Linked DNA regions of Anas platyrhynchos: region 1 is linked to region 2. The links are chromatin contacts, called in public Hi-C maps. All regions are on one chromosome and are shown on one strand. The core of a region is the stretch at or near the end of the contact, and the rest is flanking DNA. Distances in the headings are between cores, read along the strand shown.

What was found. A called contact is a pair of places that touch in the nucleus more often than the background predicts.
Region 1: a contact with region 2 is called in a Hi-C map of small yellow follicle, with 2.4 times the contacts expected there. The contact joins the enhancer-like site here to the promoter of WASL in region 2. A contact is called at or near these places in 5 of 8 Hi-C or Micro-C datasets (F5 follicle, liver, skeletal muscle and 2 more).

Annotation. Positions count from the first base shown.
Region 1 is chr1:23,403,197-23,409,675 of IASCAAS_PekinDuck_T2T, reverse strand. WASL (WASP like actin nucleation promoting factor) reads right to left here. Exons shown (of 12, transcript XM_027458119.3): 11 at 5,997-6,105; 12 at 1,911-4,608. The coding sequence ends at 4,547. Among named protein-coding and RNA genes, the nearest start is that of LMOD2, 26 kb to the left of the region's middle. Within about 2 kb of position 1,640, at least 2 of the 8 cell types and tissues checked have an H3K27ac peak or open chromatin away from gene starts, as enhancers often do. A contact at or near this core is called in small yellow follicle, where this site is marked.
Region 2 is chr1:23,355,843-23,362,547 of IASCAAS_PekinDuck_T2T, reverse strand. WASL (WASP like actin nucleation promoting factor) reads right to left here and starts at 4,578. Exons shown (of 12, transcript XM_027458119.3): 1 at 4,048-4,578. The coding sequence starts at 4,167. It overlaps LOC119717008 (a long non-coding RNA gene), which reads left to right and starts at 4,728. Exons shown (of 2, transcript XR_011806814.1): 1 at 4,728-5,786.

The DNA of each region.
Region 1 (6,479 bases), core at 391-2,890, 50 kb before region 2:
GGTAGTTGCCTGGTTTTTGGCATCAACATTCATAAGAGCCAACTGCGATTCTGTGTGCCTGCCGATGGCATTTAAGCAAATACTTTGTGTCTGATATATGATACACGCATTATATTTCTTATTCCCAAGCCTTAAACTCCAGATACTATTGTGTCCCCCAGCTGGGGCATACAAAAACATAACATTGGTTATTGCTCTTATAGAACTTCCTCTGTATTTTTTATAAGTTCTGAAGCTTTTTCTCAGAAAACCTTGCACACCACCAGTCCTGAAGTAGCAAGTATAAAATTCATAATGCTGGAAAAACAAAACTCAGAAGAGACAATTAACATTCAGGGAGGGAAAAGCACAAAATAATGGCTTAAGTTCACTCCAAAAAGACTCTAAGAACTTTTCAGATCACTAGTAAAACAGACTGTGTTTGTCAGCACTAACCAATAGAATACAATAAATGTAAAATACCTAGATTCTCCAGTGCAAGCACGTATTAAGCTGTTTAAAGATGGGCAAGTCCTGCAGGCATTACCCTAAACCCCACTAGAATAAAAACTTGAAGAACTGATAAATCACTATTCAGGCTCACCTGAGCAGGTTGCTCTGCAAATACTGTAAAATTCAGCACAAAATAAAATTTGTCAAAAACATCTATTTGTATTTCAGTATTGATGCAACAATACTATTTCTCTTCTCAACGTGTTCACCCTTTTGAAACCAGTGATTTCCAACTAATGTTTTTTTTTCTTCAAACAAAAAATACATGTGCTGTAGTAGTTAGTTGATATAATCAAGTCTCCCCTGTAACTGTGCAGACATCCTCATGCTTTTACCACCACCTTAGAGAACAGCGTGGGGCTGGTGTCACCCAGAACCAATCTCAAATCTGCACACTAAACCTCCGCAGCTTCTGTTCCACTTTACATTGCCCTGTGCCTTTTTTGCTTGCAAGAAAACTTTAGGCAACAAACAAATACAGAGCAACAGGCATCCCTACTGCTGTGCTAGAGGATAGCTCTGGCCCTTGAGAGAGGTTTAGTATCTTCTAAGCTTCCCTAACCCATTTACACTTTTCTATAAATAAAGCTGCTTATCGCTGTACTTGAGCTTCAGGAGCTTTAATTAGACCAGGAATTCCTCTAATGATTAGATAGAGGCTGTTGCAATGGATCAGTAAGTCTTATAAACAAAAGAACATCTCCTTTTTCCTCTTTACATACATCTTACTTGGGAAAGCAACCACTGTCAAAGAAAAAAAATAAGAAAAAAGAAGTTCTGCAAATACATTTTTTAAGCTTCATGTCATGGAGCAGAGAGAACTTTATATACTTAATCAGCACACCCTCTACACAACAATTTCAACTTTGTCTTCCACTTACAGCCTAAACACCAGAGAAGCAATAAGCTTCAGAAGAAAGCACACACCAGATAAAAACTCAAAATGCCAGACTTCAGGTGGTTTAGAGGAAACCAGGCTGAAGTGTCCTAAGCCCAAGTACTGCAGCATACAAGACAAGGATTCACATCTCTAAAAACTTCCTAAGTCGCAGCATTCATTGCGAAGAGTTAACTAGTTAGTATTCACTCTGGATTAATGGAGCCCTGTTTGTTTGACCTTGAAATGTTGCCGTATTATTGCACTTGCCTGCAGCAGTAGCTGTTTCCAGAGAAGCTGCTGAGCAGCTGTCAGATGTGCCAGGAGCACGGGGTGTCACATTCTTACTCATTGTGTTTATTCACTAGCACAATCCAACTTTCCAGACATCAAAACCGCTGTGATTTGACAGCCGCTATTTACTGCTTCGTGAACTTGGCTAGGCAACCAAAATGGCTTTTGAAGCGTGTAAGCAAGATGTACATCTATTTTAAACGCTGCGCCACAATTAGCACTTAAAAACCACACAGTTTTACGCTAGTTGGGTCAAATTAATTTTATTATGCTCCATGATGAATTGCCACCAGTGCAACATCCTATTCACTGTACATTTCAAAAATTCACATACTAAAAATTTCAGTTTGATAAATGGAAAACTGAATGATTGAGAAGTTCTTACAGATTTCATACGTACAAGTGGCTAGCTGATATTGTCTATGCACATAGAGTGTTGAAATACAAAAGCCTCATGCTAGTTTGTTAATTGCTAAGGCTATCTGGACAGTCATTTAACCAGAGTATACGAGAGGCCTTCATTACAATGTTTAGCAACAATGCACCAGTATCATGAAATGCTATCTTCTGCTTGTAGTGCAAGTGGCGGAGTGCTGAAGCATGCAGTTATGACTAACTTAACTGCTGTTGCAGTCTTTATGCCCGAAATTTATCATGTACATACACTATTTTAAAGTAAATATTAACCTGGACACCACAGAATATGAGTGTACTCTCTGCGTGAAGAAAAAGGAAATGAAAAAACAGAAGCTGTCTTTGGCCAGTATCTACAAATTAAAGTTTTACTCAATAACGTAACTTCAGAGCTCCCAAAACCTGGAACAGAAATTTGATTAATGAACTGTGATACTTAATAATTAACTATATTACAGAAACTCCAACTCTGGGAACATAACAGCTAAACATATCTAGTAAGTAGCATGTTAGGAAAACCTCTAGGCCTCATCTGCTTAATTTTAAAATGCCCTATATGCAATAACAAAGAGGGAGCAGTACCAGAGCTTATGAAAGCCATACAAATATTTTCCTTCTACACGAGTTCTCAACTCCGCTGCTGTTAGCTACCCCTGGCTGCACTTGCACTTGATCCAATGCTCAAGCCATTACAGCAGCAAAGCTCGTAGGAAGTGTTTCCAGCAGCAGAGTGCAATAAGAGAGTTACTGCAAGGAAATTACATCACTTGGAAATAGTTTTTCCTAGTGTTATGTGCTTAAATTACTCTCGGAAGGAAGTTAGCATCCTCTGAAAAATTTAACTACAACCTTACCCCTCCCACTACTTGTCAGTGACTTTCCTTTCTTCTCACGTAACTAAATTAATTTGCTAAAGACTAGGTTATAACTGGGTTAGAAATCCAAGCCGTATCATGCAGGTCCAGCCTGTCAAGATCAGGTCATCGCTGGGTTTCAGTCGACACAATTCCGATAACTTAAATTGAGTTTGATACCTTGACTACAGTCCCAGGACGCTACGCATTAACTACGCTCCAAATATGACTGACTTAACTAAACATTCTGTGTCAGATAGTGTTTTTAGAAAGATTTTCTACCTGAAAATTACAGTAAGTACAGTAATTTATGCTGCAGATATTGAATACCTGCACAGCACAGATTAGTATTCTGTAATAGGCAGATATGCCAAGGTTTACTGCACTATAAAGTACAACATGAACATGTGAGCTGTGAAATGAGAATCCCATTTTCTGTCCACTTATTCAAATAGTACTCTTGTGAATAGGGTTCTTGATCTTCGTCACAACCCTTGGTCTTAAAGCCAACGTATGAAAACAGAATATTGCCATAAAGTTCAGTATATAGTCAAACTGTACATTGTGAGTTAATGGCTTTCTGACTTTTTGGATGTAGGATTGGTGCTTTAGCATTTGTTATGTACCATAACGCAAAGACTGCAAAGTAATCCCACTTATGTTTACTTTATTAGTACACCAATGCCCTACAAATTTTAAAAAAGTAATTAAACATTATTGAAGCAAGCAATAAACGCAGCCCTTCAGCCTGAAAACCACATAAAAATGATTTAAAAAATAAATCAAACTGTAGCAATTGCCAGTCTCCAGTATAGCCCCCAAAAATTTACATTTCTTCATTCTGAAAGACAAGAGTTGGAAAAAAAAAAAAGGACTGAACTGGTCTGCATCAAATATGCCTTTATCACTTACAATGTAAAGCCACCCTGTTTAACCTCAGATAGAGAGTTCCCTAATTATAGTATTCAATTACTACTGCTGTTTGATAGCAGTCAGTATTGCTACAGTTAGGGCAAGGTAATCTTCACAACTAGCTGTGCATCTCCGTAGTGATTTTGTTTTATGTAAAGCATACTGCTAAGATTTGAACTGCCATGTTGTGGTGTATCTGAAACCATGCAATAGTATAAACCAGCCTCAACATTCATGTAGCACTGCATTTGAAATGAAGGGGCTAAATAAACTAAGAGCTGCATCACTTAAAGAACATAGTGCTATACTAGGTTTTAATAAGAAAATTTAGATACAGAAAAAGTAGGGTATGAAAATAGTGTTTTCCTTCTTGCATTATAACTAAATTACATTAAGGTTTTCGTCAGTCTCACATATTACATTTAAACTCCCTTATTGATGGAATGGAAAGTATTCACATGTACATGATCATCCAGGTGTAAACTTGCACACATTAACAGGGAGTAGCTTTGTAGAGGATTATGACAAACCTTTACAGATTAAATGAGGTATTGCACAGATTAATAAAAAAGCAAAAGGCAACAAAAATATACAGCAAATTGGTAGAACATTTACATGATAATTTTACAGAATCCATAGACAGAAAGTAGTGTTTAGTATATCATTCACCTTAAAAAATATATATATATAATATAATATATGATCAATCATCCCATTCGTCGTCATCTTCAAAGTCTTCTTCATCATCTTCATCCTCATCTTCATCTAAAAAACAGGAAAAGCAAGTCATTGCATGCACCAAATTAATATGACAAAAGCGCTACTGATTTCACCCACAACATTCTGAAAAAGAACAATCAGCTGAAGGAGGTCAGGACAAGACACCTGGTAATATTATATTTTAAGATTGCTAGGCGTGATGCTCAGTTTAGATTGATACTGGTTGAAAATTACATGTTTCCTTTCTTATTCCCTTCCCCAGGTAGGAAATTTTTATCTTGTTTTCTGCTGAGAAAAATAATCAAATTCTCATGTCATACTTTTACTATTATTTTTTTTTTTTTTTTAGAGAACATGAAATGTCAGAAAGGCCAGCTTGTTCCAGATTGAATTTTAAACTTTAGATTAATTTCTAAAGCATAAGAACTGTTTCTCCCCAAGTTTATTCTCTAACAGGATTTCTGTTTACTGCACAAGCAGATAAAAATATTTTTGTGAGCTGAAGACTGTTGTGCACTGTGCAGTTTAGAATATTCCAGTAACCACATCAACTTCAAAATCAATTTTGTTAACTTTATCCAGCCTTCCACTGTTTTTAATTTTAGCATGCTACGATTTTTAAATTACAATACATATAAACTACTGATTTGTTAGGGAAGAGCACTCCCCCCTCCAGAATATGGTGTATTTAGCATGCTTCCAATGTTTAATTTGTGTAAAGCACCAAAACTGGAGATTACCACAAAAGGACACAAATCAAACTGTGTTTAATGGTCAAATGGTCTGCAGACTGCAAATGCAGGTCTGATACTATTGTAAGCTCTGGAAGAAAAATAATCTATCAAAGCAGAAGAGGTGTAACTCAACAGCTGCACTGGGGCTACTGCACTGCGTTTTTTTTTAAGCTGGTATTAGAAGGAGAGATGAAAATCTTCCATTCTTATTTTTCCCAAGCACTGAAGACTGAAGCAGCTCAGTACTAGCATAGGACTTGTCAAATAACACTAGTTATCTGCTTATTATCCAGCAGGTGGCATCCAAAGCACACTTGGAAGCCACAGTTCTAAGTGCATGAGCCTCTGCAAGAGCCCTGGCTTCTAGAAACAGACCATTAAAACCCTTCTTTTCAAAGAATGTAGAGGAGAAAAAATCATCACATCTCATGGACAAAATAAGATGTAAAAACATTTTATAAGTGATACAAACCTTGATTTGTAATTTTAAATTCATTATCACTGCAAACTACTATACATCTGTAATTCAAAGTGGCACAAAGCACCCACTTGAATCATCACTAGAGATCTGCCTAGAGCATTCTGTATCTGACTATATGCTGAAATCCATGCTTTTTCCCCCCAACATTTTGCGTCAACAGAAGTGTTAACACTTGAAAATCTGATGCTTAGTGATCAGAAAAATTCCATCGGGCTAACCTGAAGAATGAATGGCTTTGCTCCTTTTCTGCATAACTTCCATTAATGCACCCACAATTCCTGAGGTGGGTGCAGGTGTAGGTGGTGCACTCTCCTGGCCATCAGATACCTTGGAAAAGAAACAGTTGTTAGAATGATGCAATTAGAAAAATAGAATGTGTATTTCTAGAAAAAAAAAAACATAAAATTGCTAAGTTTATGTTTAGCCAGAAGGAACAGTGAAACTACCGTTTCTTTAGCCCAAGCCAAGCTTTTACATATAAAAAAGCTGAACTATTCTCTTTTGCCACATAAAACACCTTTAGTTAGTCCATACTCAAGATTAACTTTTTAAGAAGCAAGTAATTCTAGTGTTTGTCTTCAAGTACTATTATTGCTGAACTAATCCCCTGCAGTTGTTTAGAAGATTTTACTGAAGCATTTGTGACATCAGCAATCTTTCATAGTAGTTCTTGCAAATACTCATCCATAGCGAGTACATAT
Region 2 (6,705 bases), core at 3,329-5,828:
GCTGTCAAAAACCAGTGGCATTCTCTCTGGAATGGAAGGTTACTGCTGACACGTCATTTAGGGAAACAACGCCACTGGATACTAATGAGGCATCTGAAGATGTTACATGGCTTTTAACAGAACAGGACAGACATACAGAAAAGACATCTAGGCACAACTCAACATCCTTGTGCTTCAGTGCCCTACACGGTGCCCTTTGCCTTCTCCCCCACATCTCAGTTAAGACGATAAGGGAAGATGAAATCACCACCACTGTCTAAACAGATGACTAAGTTCTTCCTATCTTTCCAAGGGATAACTCCGTTTCAAAAGACAATCTCAGCTTCTCTGATACCTTTGTGATGCAGGCTGCGCATCCACAAACTCCAAGGGGCAGAGCCCCAACACCTCCCTGCCACACAACCCTGCCCATTTCTCAGGCCTGTGGTCAGCCATCGAGTCCTAGTTGATGCTGTTTTCACAGGCACAAGTAATCTTACGAGATGGACAAAATCTTTAATTCTTACCAATCAAGATCTACAACCCCCCCCCCTTTAGGTTTTTACTCTGTTTTATCTCAACTATTACTGCAACTTCTCCTTTGGCTCTGACAACCTTACTCTAGTCACATGCAGTTTTAAAAGCAGCCAAAATAGTTTTCTTAGTTTACTGCTGTGTCACTTCTCTTCTTGCATTCTTTACCAGTTCCTGTTTACCACATCACTGCAGAGAGATCTCACAAACAAGCTACTCCTTGCCTTACTCCCTTGTCCGAGTGACGAGTCCCACTTCTAAGCAGTATACAATATCCATGCTCCATTACCTACTTCCAATGTTATCAAGTGTTACACACTTCTCGTGTTTGCTTTCCTGAGGTCTCCTACATGTATAGAACTGTTTCTACACGAATAAACTCATTCTTTATCACTGATGTTATTGACCACTATAAATCATGCAAATTAATGAAGTATCTTTATTAGAATGGATGAATTGGACACCTCACATTTTTTCATAAACTTGTTCCTTATGATGAAATTGAAGTGAATGACATACAGGGATTTAAGGAAAAACTTCGAAGTTCAACACAACTATGAAAATATTTCAGTAATACATAAAAAAAAAGTAATCTACTAGCTCATGTTAAGGTAAGTTTAAATACACTTATTTATAATAGAAAGAAGTTAGACTTCTATGGATGGTAGGTTTTATACCTGACAGGTAACAAATGTCACATCTGAATGAAAGCTAGTTAAATGCTTTTCATATATCTATGCAACAGGGAAAGTCCTGAAGAGCTACGTGCTGGATACCTACTGTAAGTAGTTCTACATCTGGATCCAAGTTTTAACTCAATTAGCTGTAGCTAAAGCTTTAGCTATGAGCCAATGACTTGTTTTTGCTCCTTACAGATTAAACTTTCAAAGATATTTTGATCGCTTATAGACTCAAACAAGCATTTTACAGCTCAGCAAGTTAAAAAAACAGGAGTCAAAAATCAGTACAGTTGTCTACTAGGCAATGAGATCCCCCAAGTATCGGCAGTCCTCCATAAAATGGTATCACCCCAGCAACACAAACACAATTATGGCTCTTCACCACTTCCATGACTCCCATGTAATTTGTGTTTATCAGTCATAATGACTTAAGATGCCATCGAAATTATGTCAATGTTGAAGATCAGAGGTTGCGAGTGCTCGATCAATATTCAGCTACTTAATTTCCATAGAACAGAAATTGGCTGGTGGAATCCTCAGTGTTATTTCAATGTAGCTGCCTTGTAAACAAACACAGTCACAGGAAAGGCTGCTGAAATAAATCAGCCCTGCGGTGCTAGGTACCTTCTTAACCAGGACCCTCAGGACTGATGTGAGCACTGTGCCCTCCACAAGAGCACTACAAGTTAGCAGTGCAAAAAGAGTACCTAGGATTGCAGTTGAACATCTCATCTGTTCCTGTTGCATTTGCTTCCCTAGTCACATAAAAAGGTTAAGTAAAACCTAACCTGAAGTGATGTTGACATGGCAGGCACGCATCACATCGAGCAGCGAACCCATGCCCTAGCCTGGCAGAAAGGCCACCTGTAGCAGTCAGCTCAATGTGTAGGAAAGCCAGCTCGCAGCATCCTGTGAAATTTGCAGTTTTCCTTTCCTAAAAAGCACCATTTATTGCCTGAAGTATCACCAATGAATAATTCAAATGTGGATATTGAGAGATCAAATATCACGAGTATTACAGCAAAAGGGCATTCACCAGCACAGCGTGCTGCCACTGAGTTACAGTCGAGCCAGAAGGTCAATAGCATCGAGCACACCAACAGGCTCTGATGGGCATTTTGGACTCAAACCGGACAGCTGAGGCAGTTACCATCCATCCCCAGGTGCCCACTCCATCCCTGAGACAGAGATGTTTAAGCTGTTCAGGAATCAGTTTCCAAACTGCCACCATGTTTGGCTCTGCCTAAAAAATCAGATTTAGTGTCTCTGGAACTCTGATGGTCTTCTGGACTTGAGCCCTCAGGTATATGGCAGAGACCCTCCACTACAGTAAGATGAGCCTGTACCTAGCCTGGAAATCATACAGGGCAGGGGGAAAAGGGGAAGGAACAGGCCACAGCTGGGGAAGCCTCAACTGGAAAGTCATCCAAAATTCAGCATAAGCCACAAGAATGCTTAACTACAAAAAAACATGAAGCAAGTCATGTCTACAAAGCTATCAACCTGCCACAGATCACATCACCCAGATACTACAGAGATATTTACCTCCAAAGCCTGCCTTAAACGTTATTTATGCAGAAGAGTTGAGAACTTGAGTAGGTGAGTGTTACAGCTGAGCGTAACAAAGTGTTCACTTGGCAAGAAAAATCTGAATTGAAGGAAAACAAATTTAAACACACAAGTTCCTCCACTATTTTTTAATTTGGAGGTGTCTTACTTTTTTTTTTTTTGCCAAAGAGCTAAACATGTGAAATGCGTGCCTGAAAATATTTCAATGAAAAATTTCTTACATATGCATTACTTCACAAAAAAAAAAAAGTCTTCTCTTTGCATGTTTTGTGATCACACCTTCCGACCAGTTTTAACCTAATTGCTGTGACAGCATCTCAGATTTAGCTCACCCCAGCGTAAACATCACCTGCTTCCTGTTCGGGCACTACACCTCTCGTTTCCCTTGAGGGAGACGGGGCTGACCTGACCCACAGCACCATTTCAAAGTCCAGAGCTATGCGGGAGCACCGTGATCACCGACGTCCTGCTCCGAGCCACAACTTCCCACCCATAAAACATCCCCACGGCACCGCAGCGCTCCCGTGCCGGGCACGGAGCATCCCAGGGCGCCGGGTACCCATCGGAAATGGCTCCCAAATGGTCGTTTCCACAAGAGGAGCAGGTTTCGTTTCATTTTTTCAGCAATACAGTGATTTGGTTTTCTGAAAGAATCATATTTTTTTCAAAAGGAGACTGACTGCTGAAGCTGTTCAGTGGTTGTTTTTTTTAAAAATAGGGATGAGCAGAGTTTTGCATTAGCACACAAGAAGGCATTCTGAAGATGAAGAACTGGAAAACTGACTTTTGAAGCTGTCAAGCGGCCGCTTGGTAAACACAGCTGGGCAGCTTTACACCAACACGCGAGAAGATATTCTGCGGGTGAAGAACTCAAAAGCCGACTTCGGAAGCTGCCTGTTACGAGCACAGGCGGGTACAGCCTCACGTTAGCGCACACGGAGGCTCTGTGGGGAGGCAGAACTGGCTCCGCGGCTGGTCCCCCGGCAGCGCCGTGCCCTCCCCGAGCAGCCCCCCGAGGATGCCGCCCCGGGGCCCCCCCAGCCCGGCCCGGCCCGGCCGAGGCAGGCCTAGCACCGGCCCGGGCCTTGCCGCGGCTCCTCCCGGCCTGGCGGGGCGGCCAAACTTCCCCGGCCGGCTGTGCCCGCTCCCCTCCCGGGGCCGCCGGCCGAGCCCCCCCGGCCCGGTCCCTCCGTCCCCGGAGCTCCGGTGGGCAGCAGGCAGGGGGAGCCCCCTCCCCCCCTCCCACGCCCCCCTGGAGCCGGTCCCCTCCGGGCGCGGGGCTCACCACGCATTTCTTGCCGAGGAAGCCGAAGAGGCTGTCGTTCTCCTGCGGGGTGAGCAGCAGGGAGCCCACGTTGGTGACCCGCCGCGGCTGCGGGGGCTGCTGCTGCGGGGCGCCGCTCATGGCCGGGGCCGGCCCGGCGGCGCTGCCCTCCCTCGCCGCCCTGCAAGCGCTGGCGCTCTCGGCCCCTTCTTCTTCCTCCTCTTCTTCCTCCTCCTCCTCCTCCTCGTCGTCGTCCTCGTCCAGCCGCCGCCTCACGGCAGCCGCATGGCGGAGCCTGCCGCTGGGGGCCGGGGGGACGGAGGGCGGCGGGCAGCCCGGCCGATGGCTGGCTGGCCGCCCGCCCCGGGCGCCGGGCTAAACTTCCAACTTCGGCCCGGCTCCGGCGGCCGCACGATCCAACATGGCAGCGGGGGCGGGCGAGACCACGGCGGGCGGAGGGGAGGCCGGCGAGAGACGGAGCGAGAGCGCCGCCGCCGCCGCCTTTTCCCCTTCTTCCTTCCCTCCCTTTCCCTTCCGCTCCCGCCCCGTCGCGGCCTCGCCTCGCCCAGGGCCTCTCCCCGCCGGCCTCCCCCCTAAATACCTGCCGGGAGGAGGAGGAGGAGAAGAGGAGGAGGAAGGGCGAGGGGAAGAGGAAGGAGCGGGGCTTAGCGCCGCCGCTGCCGGGATGGGGGCAGGCGGAGCGCGGCTGGAGCCCGGCACTGGGCTCCTCTCAGGGTTTTTAAGTCAAAAGCCGTTCAACGAGTAACTCCAGAACGTTTTTTTTTTTTTTTTTTTTGGCCTTTTCTCTCTGAAAGAAGCAGGTTTCCGTGAATAGTTCCACCGTGCAAATCACCGGGTGGATGGTGCAGGGTGGGCGGTGTTGGCGGTGCGGCAGCGGGTCCCTCTGCGCGGTCACACAGGCAGGGAGCAGCAGGGATCCGAGCCCTGAACCCCGCCTGGCACTGCCTTCTGCAGCTGGAGCTGAAATAACGAAAGGTGTTAGCAGGAATTTTGGGCTCCCTGAGGGGTCAGCTGCCGAGGAGACCTCCTGTATGCAGGCAGCGTTGTCAGACGGATTTCTCATCACCCCCACTTCTCCCCACATGACACTAGCGGAGATGGAGGCCGAAGGCCTTTGGAAGCTTCAAGATCCTTGGCACAGCTGCCATGTGCCCCGTCCGGCTTCCAGCTGCCCAGAAGAAATGCTTGTGAGGGCTAGGTGAAGACAAAGGTGAAAAAGAGGTGGCTAGGTGAGCACCTTCCTAGTCTTCTCGGTGTTTTTGAGTGGTGTGTATGGCAGCTTCACCTCCTCTGATCAATTAATTGCCCATCTGGAAGACGCTAAAGCAATTCCCCCGTCATGTTTGACTTTGTTTTAAAGGGAAGAGCCGATGAAGCACAGGAAGAAAGGAGCTAGAAGAACACAGGAAGAAAACGTGTGAACACAAATCTTATGTGAAGCTGTGCTGAGTTCTCTTCCTATCCTCCCAAAAGATTGGGCAGGAACAGATGGCAACCCCTTCTGCTCTGCTTACAGGCCCTGTTCACCATGCTTAAAAGAGCCTGTAGCTGTGTCCGAAAATATAAGGAAGACAGGACATAGTGGAAAATCCCGAGCTTTTAGCATAAAAAGAGTTTAAAATACATGCACAAAGGACTCCTCAGTGTGCAGAGCTCACAGAAGTGGCTTGGGTCTTTGCTATAAAGGAACAGCAAACAGTAGGAACCAGTTCTTTCAAATTATTTTTCAGCAGTCATAGGTACTTCACTTTCATTCCTTTCTTGTGTAAGTATGTGCATATTTTAGTGGAAGGGGAAATATTTTAGCTAAAGAATTGGCAGCATTCCGTTTGTTGAAAACGTATGTGAAGAGATAAAACACATGGAAGCACTTTACAAGGCACTTCTTTTTTCTTTCTTTCCTTCTTTTCACAATTTTACAGCCAGAGCCTGTTTCAAGGAAATTTTGTATGTGTCTTGGTGGTCATAGTGTAATAGCTAAAAATATAATGCACCTTTCACAGGTAAATGCTGGTACTTTCCTCACCTCTCTGACATGTTATGTTCATTGCTTTTCTTTCCTCACTCATTTCTGTTAACTTTTACTGTTTGTTCCTTACTGTGTAGATCCTTCCATTCAGAGTTCTGGGTGATACTTTTTGCTTCACACTGTTCCTCTCAGACCAGCTGGCTGGTAGCTATTCTTAAGGGCCTTTTAACCTTCAGGCTCTATTGTTAGGATTTTGTATGCTTTTTTAATAGGGGTAGACAGGAAAGGGAAGAAAAAAGGGCTATTTTCAGATCTTGTGTTTCATTAATTATGCAAAAGCTGTTTCTGTTTTTGTGTCATGGCAAAGCAGCGAGTCCTGAAGTGAAATGGAAATATCAGTATCTGCTGATGAGTACAAGGTACCCGAAGAAAAATAGATTTTTGCCTTTGGTATTTACAATTGAAGTAATATCAGCAAAGAGCTGCTATTCCTGCATAAAACATCCAGTTTCAACAAAATTCTGCTAAGCAAAGCCACCAACCAGAACTACCTGTCTATATTTTGAAGAAATTGCAGTGTTCTTTCTGACCTCTCTTAGGGAAGATGCTGTCATTTTTTATCCTAAGCTTTCCTCTGCATGTACTGCAGTAAGCAGCTTCGAGCTGTGTTGCCCACTCCTGATGCCAAT